Regions from separate parts of the Mus musculus genome. Here regions 1 and 2 are each linked to region 3. The links are chromatin contacts, called in public promoter capture Hi-C maps. All regions are on one chromosome and are shown on one strand. Each heading gives the region's core, a stretch centred on a gene start, on an enhancer-like site or on the middle of the called end of the contact. The rest is flanking DNA. Distances are from core to core; before and after follow the strand shown.

Region 1 (2,976 bases), core at 57-2,556, 2.6 Mb before region 3:
GCAACTCCCAAATCCCTTACTGCTGCAAAACTTCCCATAGCGTTCTACACCTAAGACTATTTAACAGTGTTGATTTTAAACCAGTTGAAATTGCTTTGTCTATCAACCCAATCATCTCCAAGAATTCAAACCCTTCAAATTGCCTTCTGACACAGCTAGAGGTGCGTTGAGGAAGCTGAAAGGAATACAAAAACTCGAGTTCGGAGGCTCATCCCTTGACCTAAATTGCTGTTGCCAGGAGATGCGGTAGTAATGCAGTGATTTGCAACTGAGGATGTATTTTACCTAGAAATAACCAAAGGCTACTAAATCCCTTATTGTCTCCCAACTATGCCTGCAGTAACAATTTCAATATCTAAAAGCCTAATGATTCTAATTCGGCCTTTGTTGTTTGTTTTTTTGTTTTGTTTTGTTTTTGTTGTTTTTTTCTTTAATGCCTGCCACCCCACGGACATCTTTCCCAGATCAACATTTGCAAACGAAGAAAGAAAAAAAAAAAAAATCAAGGTTTAGGAACGAATTTACTCCCGCTTGGAAAGGCCATAATTATGCTTCTTTACAAATCTTGGTAGGTCTCGAAGTTAAGTTTACGCCAGTCCACAGACCTATACCTTACTGTCCCCAACCCAATTAACGGCCTGTAAACAACAGCAGTTATTTATGCCCAGAGAAAGCTCAATGGCTCGCCTCAACAAAAAAGGCGTCTTTGATAAGAAAGGGCGCCCTTTACCAGGGGGAAGACTAGGTTAGACAGTCGATAAAGGGCTTGTTTGTCACAATGGGAAAACGGAGAGGCGATCCCCAGGATGATCGGGGCGAGCAAAAGCCAAGGCTTCCATAGCCCCGGCCTGAAAACCGCTGGCCCAAGCCTTCCCCGCCCCAGCCCTCTCCCCCGGGGGCCGGGCCGGCCCTGCGCCTGCACAGGCCCCGAGACAAGCAAAGCGCAACCCCCACAAAGCGCCCGGCTGCGGAGCGGGAAGCCAGGAGCAAAATAGGAGGAAAGCCGAGCCGAAGAAGCGGCGTGAATAGGGATGAAGCCGGGGACGCGGCCTCATCTCAGCCCCGGAGGCCCCTGGAGAAATGAGAGGCAGGAAGGGGCGAGAGCCGGCTTGCAAGGTGGAGCGGAGAGCAGAAGGAAGGAGAGCCAGGAGGCCGGGAGGGAGGCGGCCCCGGGCTCGCGGCGAGCCCTCCGGGGGCGTGGGTGGTCCTCGGCGACGCCCGTGTTTACCTGAAAGTCTCGGTCCTCGTTGAAGCGGGAGAAGCGGTCCGCCATTTTGCCGCTCTCACTCCTCCTCAGGACGACGCTCTCCGGTTCGCTCCTCCCCTCCCGCTACGCCCGCCCCCTCTCTGTTTCCACGCCCCCTCCCACGCCCACCGGGCGCGCGCAGCAGGCGTGGGGAGGGGGGTGGAGGATGTGTGCTTGGCGAGGGATTGTTGGGGGGGTGTTGGGAAGAGGAGGGAACAGGAATTCGTTCCGACGGGAATCCCGAAGGCGCGCAGGCCTGGAGGCGGAACCTTCCTCTCACATCGCTCGGTTTCACGCCCGGCCCCGAGCGACCCCAGCGGGCCGCGCATGCGCACTCGCGCCGGCGCGCGTAAGCGCTTCCGGAGGGAAAGATCAGCAGGGCAGAGCATTTGGGGGCCTGGGAAGTATTCACTTGCTCCCTTAGCAGTGTTCAGAAGTCTTTCTTTCTTATGCTCTTGTTTACGGTCAAGCCCATCCCGTATTTGTAATAATATACAGTGTAATGCTATACAGTAGCATGAGATCTGACTTTACAGCTAGAGTACTTTTAATGTTTTTTTGTTTTGTTTTTGTTATTTTGTTGACAGGGTTTCCTGTAGCTCTCTATGTAGTAGAGGCTCGCCCCCCGATGTCCAAAGAGGGTATTTTTAAAATTAATACATAATAATGTTACTTAAGAGGTACCAAAAAAATCTCTCAAAGGGCTTCCATTCCAGGCAGGAAGTCAGATAACCAATAAATTAACCTAATAGTTGTAAATATAAACGAGTGTCTATTCCTGCTTGAGGCTGAGGGGAAATTAAGTCAAGCTTATCCTTGGCTACATAGGAAGTTCAAAGCTAGCCTGGGCTATAAGACATTGCTTCAAATAACAAAATCTAAGTGACACTGTGGGGGGGGGGGACTGTAATGAAAAGAATGACCTATCTTAAAGCTACATATAAATCAAGGCATAACAAAGGGATCACAACCTTGAAGAAGAGAGAAACTTAAACACATGGCTACCAAGAGCTTGACGTTTTTTTCTTACTATTTTCCCTCCCCCTCCCACTCCTCTCCCCCCTCCACACATATATATTCATGTTCAGAGTCATTGGATCCCCTGAAGCTAGAGTTACAGTTAAGAATCACCATGTATGTCAGTGCTAGAAACAAACCCAGGTGCTCTGCATGTGGAACAAGTGCTTTTAACTGCTTAGCCATCTTTCCAGCTCTTGTTTTCTTTAATGTTTTCACAGGGTGGGGGAGTGAGGGGGGGCTGTTTAATTTTACCTAGTGTAAGACTGCTTCGCCTACATGAATGAATGAATGTATGTATGTATGTATGTATGTATGTATGTATGTATGTATGTGTATCAGCTCTTAACAGCTGAGCCATCTCTCTAGCCCCTCTACCTGATTTTAAGACAAGGTCTCTCCTTAAACCTGGAGCTCTCCCTAGTCAGCTAGCAAGCCTCTGGAATTTGTACCTGGCACCAGGGAAGGTGAGGGTGTGGGCAGAGCTGAAAGTCCAAGGGACTGGTCACAAAGCAATCTAGAAAGCAGTTGGAGCCTAAATCATTTTTTTTTTCTCACTCAGGTAGCAGCTGGAGACTTTCTCTAGAAATGCTAACCAAACAAATCATGGGATTTTTGTTGTTGTTGTTTATTTATTTATTTATTCATTATATGTAAGTACACTGTAGCTGTCTTCAGACACTCCAGAAGAGGGAGTCAGATCTCATTATCGA
Region 2 (2,787 bases), core at 40-2,539, 2.2 Mb before region 3:
CGCCCTCCGGCGCGGAGACTGCTTCTCCTTATCCTTGCCCTAGAGCATCCTTGCTGTTCCCTTAAAGCCAGTCGGCGTCAGCTTGAATCTTAGCTCTCAAGAGAAATCAGCCTGAATCAGTCTCCCACGGGCCAAACCCCTACGGACCAGTTCGTGCGCCCTAGAGCCCTGTGATCTGACTAGTTGGATTTATCTTTACGCATTTCCACTCCGCGGGTGCCCTGTAGCCTCTCCCTTAAGAGCTCAAGCCCAAGGGTTGAAGACTCAGGGGTGCCCGCTAATTACAACCATTCTTCACATGATAGTTAAGGGGGCCGCTTTAGGGTCTCCACCTACGCCTGCCCGGTGTGCCTGTCGACTCTGATCCAATACGCATTCTCCTGGGGGCTCCCTGGGAGCCCTGCCCCCAGGTCAGCCCCACGCCCCCTCATGGCCCACCTGGCCGTTCTTGCAGAGGTCTGCCCACATACTGGTGCCGTCGCCGCCGCGCATGAGGACGTGGTAGGTGAAAAAGTAGGTGCCAGGAATGTTGCATGTAAACTTGCCGCTGGCCGCATCGTAGTTGTTGCCTAGGTTGGTGACCACGTCGTCAAACTTGAGCACCTCGTAACCCTCATGAGGGTTCTTGAGGCCGGCGTAGAAGGCCACGCGTGGCACCGTGGTATAGGTGGCCGTGCTGATGGCGCCGCTGCCTCCCGAACCCGGCAGGCCAGGAGGACCAGGCTTGCCTGGTTCACCCTTCTCCCCAGGCGGCCCCACAGGACCTGGAGGGCCCCGGTCTCCTGGAGGCCCCGGAGGGCCCGGCTTGCCCGTGCGGCCCGGCTTCCCCTGGGGGCCCTGCACCAGCGTGGAGGGCGGAGGCGCACCGCTCTGCTCGCTCAGAGCGTCGCCGCCGTCGGACCGCGCGCCGGCGCCGGGGCCCCGCGCGGGATAGGGGTCGCACACCATGCGGCAGGTGCCCAGCATCTCATAGTGGCCGTCCGGGCCGCCGGAGCTCACCAGCACCGGGATGAGCACCACCAGCACGAGCAGCATCACCACGCCCGCGGCGGCAGCCAGCAGGGTCTTCCGGCCGGCGCGGAGCCTTGGGAGAGCCGGGCCACCCGGCCGCGCCGTCGGGGCAATGATGCCGGCGGGTAAGGGGCGCGGGCGCGACGCCCGCGCTCAAGGGCGGTCCGGCGGGGCTGCGGGCATGGGGCCGGGGCCCGGGCGCCGCGCTGCGCTGCTTGCGCTGCGGAGCCCAGCAGCCGGCTCCGGCCTCGTGCTTCCCTCCCGCTGCGCTGCCCGACTGAACGCGGCCTCCCGCCTAGCGCCTAGCTCCTCCCGCCTTCCCTGGCTGGGGCCACTGCCTCCTCCGTTGGGCCCCGCCCACCCGCTCCGCGGGGCTCGGAGAGGGCGAGGGGTGGGGCTGCGGGCGGGGCAGGCGCCTAATTGGGCCGCGGAAGCCTCAAGGTGGGAGGGGCAGGGAGGGGCGGGGCTATGAGAGTGGTGGGCATCACGGAGGGAGCTGGAGATTGAGGCTCAGAATGGGGAAGGGGCTAGAGTCAGGAATGAGTAGGACCAAAGGGCAAGCGGAAGGAGGAGCCACAAGGAGAGGCAGAGAGCTCAGCGTGGCATTGAGATAGATGTTCCGTGGGTCAGTTCCGAGGAAAATCGTGACAGAGGGGCAAAGGACCACCACCTGCAGGAGGTCGAAGGATGCAACATTGCCCCCTGTCTGCAGGGGACAAAGAGATGTTGCAGGGGGTGGAGGGTTACAGAGTGAGGAACAAGAGAGTAGAACAAGAAAGAGGATGAGGGCTAAAGCCTGGAAGGAATACTGGGGAGGGGCGTTCCATAGGCACCCAGGCCTAGCATCCAGATAACCCGTCTGGATCCTTTGCTTTTAGGGTGCCCAGAGGGAATCTCTGAATTCTAATAGCAGCCTGACTTTTTATCTGATTCTAACTACTTCAGGGGCATTCTCTCCCAGGTGGCAGCGTCTTCAGCCCCTTCTTTTCCACTGCCCCAGGGGATATCTTCTAGGCTGCCTCTACCTGTGGCCTCTTCCATGAGGCCTTTTCTGATCTGAGCTACTAGCTAGACAAGTGGGAAATACGGACCCTGAGAAAATGAAGTACCCCTCCCATGTCATCTCTTAGTGTTAACCAGTCCTAGGTGGTTCTGCGTTTTCTAGCACTCCCCAGAAAGAGGGGGGTTGATCTCTCCTAGCCCCTTAGGGGACCCCCCTAACTCTTACCCCATCACGTTCTTCTAGTGCAGGAAAATGTTTAGGTTGCATAAACTGAAATGTGTCTGCTTCCATCAACATATTTGTCATATTCTGTGAGTCCCAGCTCAAGCTGTGTTCCTCCTTCACCCTCCTTTATCCGAGGAGGAGGGCTGTGTCTTTCTGAGGCCTCTGGCCACGATAAACAACAACACTCCAGACTCATTCTTTTTGCCTGCAAGACTCCTCCCAGTTCACACTCCCACCGCCGACCTCCCACTGTCCATTTGATTCCCTGATTATCCCTACCTAAAACTGAGATGCCAGAATAACCAATGGTAGAAGTGGGGGTGGGCGGGACGCTGCCAGAGAGGACTTTCCAAATACTAACCCGGGTCAGCATGACATCCATCACCAAGGAGGAGGGAGCTAAGACAAACTGCGTTGGATGCTTTGTATGTATGGTCACATTTGATCTTTACATCAATCTAGATATAAAGCCCACCATTATCCTCGTTTTACAGATGGAGAACAGAGGCTCTGCGAACTTAAAAGAGATTTGCCCCCAAGTCACGAAA
Region 3 (2,951 bases), core at 398-2,897:
CTGAAGTAAATAGATACACTGAAATACACTGATGTAAATAGACACAAAAAAGAAAATGGTCTAAAAACAAAAGCTCAAGTTTAGAATAGTTAAACATTTGGAAATGCATGTTGTAATTCCAGCACTGGCAAAGTTAGACGTGACAGGAGGGTCCAGAGTTTGAAGCCAGATAAGGGTACACAGTGACACACTCATCCATTTTCAGAAGCCATGCATTTGAAAGAGTAAGGAGGGGAATATGGGAGGGTTGAGGAGGAGTGATGTAATGTCATAATCTCAAAAATAAAAACCTAGCCAGGTGTGGAGGCAGCACACATCTTTGATCCCAGTACCCAGAAGCCAGAGGCAGGCAGATCTCTGAAGTTGAAACCTTCCTGGTCTACAAAGAGAGTTATGAGATAGTCAGAGCTATATAGAGGAATTCTATATTTAAAAAGAAAATAATAATTAAAACACACACGGGGGGGGGGAAGAAGGGAGGGAGGAGAGGAGAGAGAAAGAGAAGCAGCCATATATTTCAAATGGCTCACTTATTAAAAATAATGTTGGAACTTCAAGTAAAAGGACAATGAGCTTTCTGCACACACAAAAATTATATAATGGGATTGTTGAATGTGAACACTAACAGCTTTTAAAGAGCATGATATTAAAAAAAAAAAATACATATAGCTGGATGTGATGGTGAATGCCTTTAATCCCGGTACTTGAGAGGCAGAGACAGGCACATCTCTGAGTTTGAGGCCAGTTTAATCTGCATAGAGAGCTGGAGGCCAGCCAGAATTACATAGTCCTTCAAAATGTATCAAAATAATAACAAAAACAACAACAATAATAACAACAACAACAATAACTCTGGCTGGTAAAATGGCACAGCAAGTAAGCTGCCTGCCACCAAGCCTAAAGAAATTATAGAGCCTGGAGAGCCCTATAATTAAGGGCACTGGCTACTCTTCTAGGAGACCCATATTTTGATCCCTGGTACCCATATGTTGGTTCACAAGCATCTGTAACTCCAGTTCGAGGAGATCTGGTGCCCTCTTCTGGCCTCCATGAGCATTGCATGCACGTGGTGCACAACCATGCGTACACATAAAGGGGAAATTTATTTAAATAGAAAATATAAGGCTAAAAATGTGCAATTATAAATTATATACCAGTGACCTACTATTAGTTTTAAAATATTTATACATATATGTATAGTATATAAGTGTACAATGTATACATTTAAATAAATTGAATACATATTACAAGCTCTATGCATGAACGAATTACAATTTTTATTGTGCCAATTAAGCCTGGCTTTTCAAGGAGGTGTGGTCGGTTATGTCATTTAACACGGAAGCTTCATGCTCTCAAAACCCACGCGCTGCCTCCCCGCGGACTGTGGTCTGGTGACCACGTCTCATCACAGTCGGCTAGTCAAAGCTTTTCCTGGGGGGAATCTTGGGACCTGCACGGAACCGTACTCGAGGGAATAGCCTCCTACTTCCTCCCCGTGCTGCACGCCCTTGTGCATCTCCAGGGAGAAATGACTCCTTTCGGACTCGCCTCCGCTGAGCTTCCCAATCACTTGGAACCCGCCCCGCCCCGCCCCGCCCCGCCCCGCCCCGCCCCGCCCCGCCCTCCATCTTCCCTCCCAGTGACGCTACTTCCGGAAGGGGCGTGGCCCACAGGAAGTCCTCGCCTTCGGGAAGAGAAGGCGTTTCCGTCTCCGGTGTCATGGCGGCCTCCTTCCCTGAAGGCGTGCCGGAGACCGAGGACGGGAAGAGACCGCAGTTCGGGCACCGGTTCCTGAGCGACCCGGCGCGCGTCTTCCATCACAATGCCTGGTAACTGCCCTGCATCTCGCCCGGCTCTTCGCCAGCCCGGAGCACTTGGAGAAAAGCCCTGCCCGCTGGCCCTCCTCCCGCGGCGGTAGCTGAAGCGTTCGCCTCCCGAGGACCGACGTTCCCGGGTCCGGGACCGGTGGGCCTGAAGCTGCCCGTTTGGTTTTCACAGGGACAACGTGAAGTGGTCCGAGGAGCAGGCCGCGGCGGCGGAGAGGAAAGTGCAGGAGAACAGCTCCCCGCTGGTGTGCCCGGAGAAGCAAGGTGCGCTCCGTTGTGCCCGCAGTGTGGGACGCGCCTCCTCCAGACGGCAAGAAAAATGGGGGCACCGGGATCGTTTTATCACTGACCTGATGGAGAACTCCGGCCCAGAACGGGTCGGGGAGGGGACGGGTTAGGAGGCAAAGGGGCTGTCTTCTAACAAAGTCTTGAAGCCATTGGGGTTGGACTTTGTTGTTGTTGTTGTTGAACTCTCTAGTTCTACGAGTGTCGCGTTGATGTGGCTGGCCTGTGGCAACCGTAAAGTCGTTCAGTCATCTTAGGGTAGCTTCTACAGTTTACCTTCTGCTGGGACGTTTCCATCAGAGCTAGATTGATGTGGTCGGATCCTAACGTACTGTGGGAGGAGAGGATTAGATCATAACATCTTTTCTTGAGGTGTTGGGTTTGGAGATGTGGGACTTCTACCAAAGAAAGATGCGTGCAGCAGAGTGGAGAGACGAGTCTGCTCAAAGCGAAAGAGGTCATTTCCGAAGACAAGAATAATTCCTTTATAAAATACTAGAACTGGTTGTCCCTGTTTCTAGGAGGCGTTTGAAAGTAAACCTGGAACTTTAAGGTAATAGGCATCAGGGGGTTGGAGAGATGGCTCATCGGTTATGATAATAAGCACTGATAGTTTCTCTATAGTACCGAGGTCACTGGCCAGGCACGTACCTCCTAAGATGTAGGGGTGTAATCTCTTGGGAGGCAGAGACAAGAGGTTGAGTGGGGTCAAGAGCATCCTTGCTACGTAGAGTTCCACTCCTGCCTGGGCTGCATGAGAGCTTGTCTCAAAAATAAGTATATGTATATATTCCAGTTGCAAAGTAGGCACCCTGCCTGCATTGTTAGGTAGATAAGACT

Evidence for each region. Promoter capture Hi-C pulls out the DNA fragments that hold promoters and counts their contacts.
Region 1: a contact with region 3 is called in a promoter capture Hi-C map of liver, with 4 times the contacts expected there. The contact joins the promoter of Gpatch8 here to the promoter of Mettl2 in region 3. A contact is called at or near these places in 2 of 39 promoter capture datasets (liver and pre-B cells) and 1 of 115 datasets of contacts at active chromatin or transcription factors (thymic regulatory T cells).
Region 2: a promoter capture Hi-C map of pre-B cells shows a contact between it and region 3, with 2.4 times the contacts expected there. The contact joins the promoter of C1ql1 here to the promoter of Mettl2 in region 3. A contact is called at or near these places in 2 of 39 promoter capture datasets (liver and pre-B cells).

What each region holds. Positions count from the first base shown.
Region 1 is chr11:102,554,852-102,557,827 of GRCm38.p6, forward strand. Gpatch8 (G patch domain containing 8) reads right to left here and starts at 1,307. Exons shown (of 8, transcript NM_001159492.1): 1 at 1,229-1,307. The coding sequence starts at 1,273.
Region 2 is chr11:102,945,427-102,948,213 of GRCm38.p6, forward strand. It overlaps C1ql1 (complement component 1, q subcomponent-like 1), which reads right to left and starts at 1,290. Exons shown (of 2, transcript NM_011795.3): 1 at 439-1,290. The coding sequence starts at 1,035.
Region 3 is chr11:105,124,778-105,127,728 of GRCm38.p6, forward strand. It overlaps Mettl2 (methyltransferase like 2), which reads left to right and starts at 1,648. Exons shown (of 9, transcript NM_172567.3): 1 at 1,648-1,829; 2 at 1,999-2,090. The coding sequence starts at 1,720.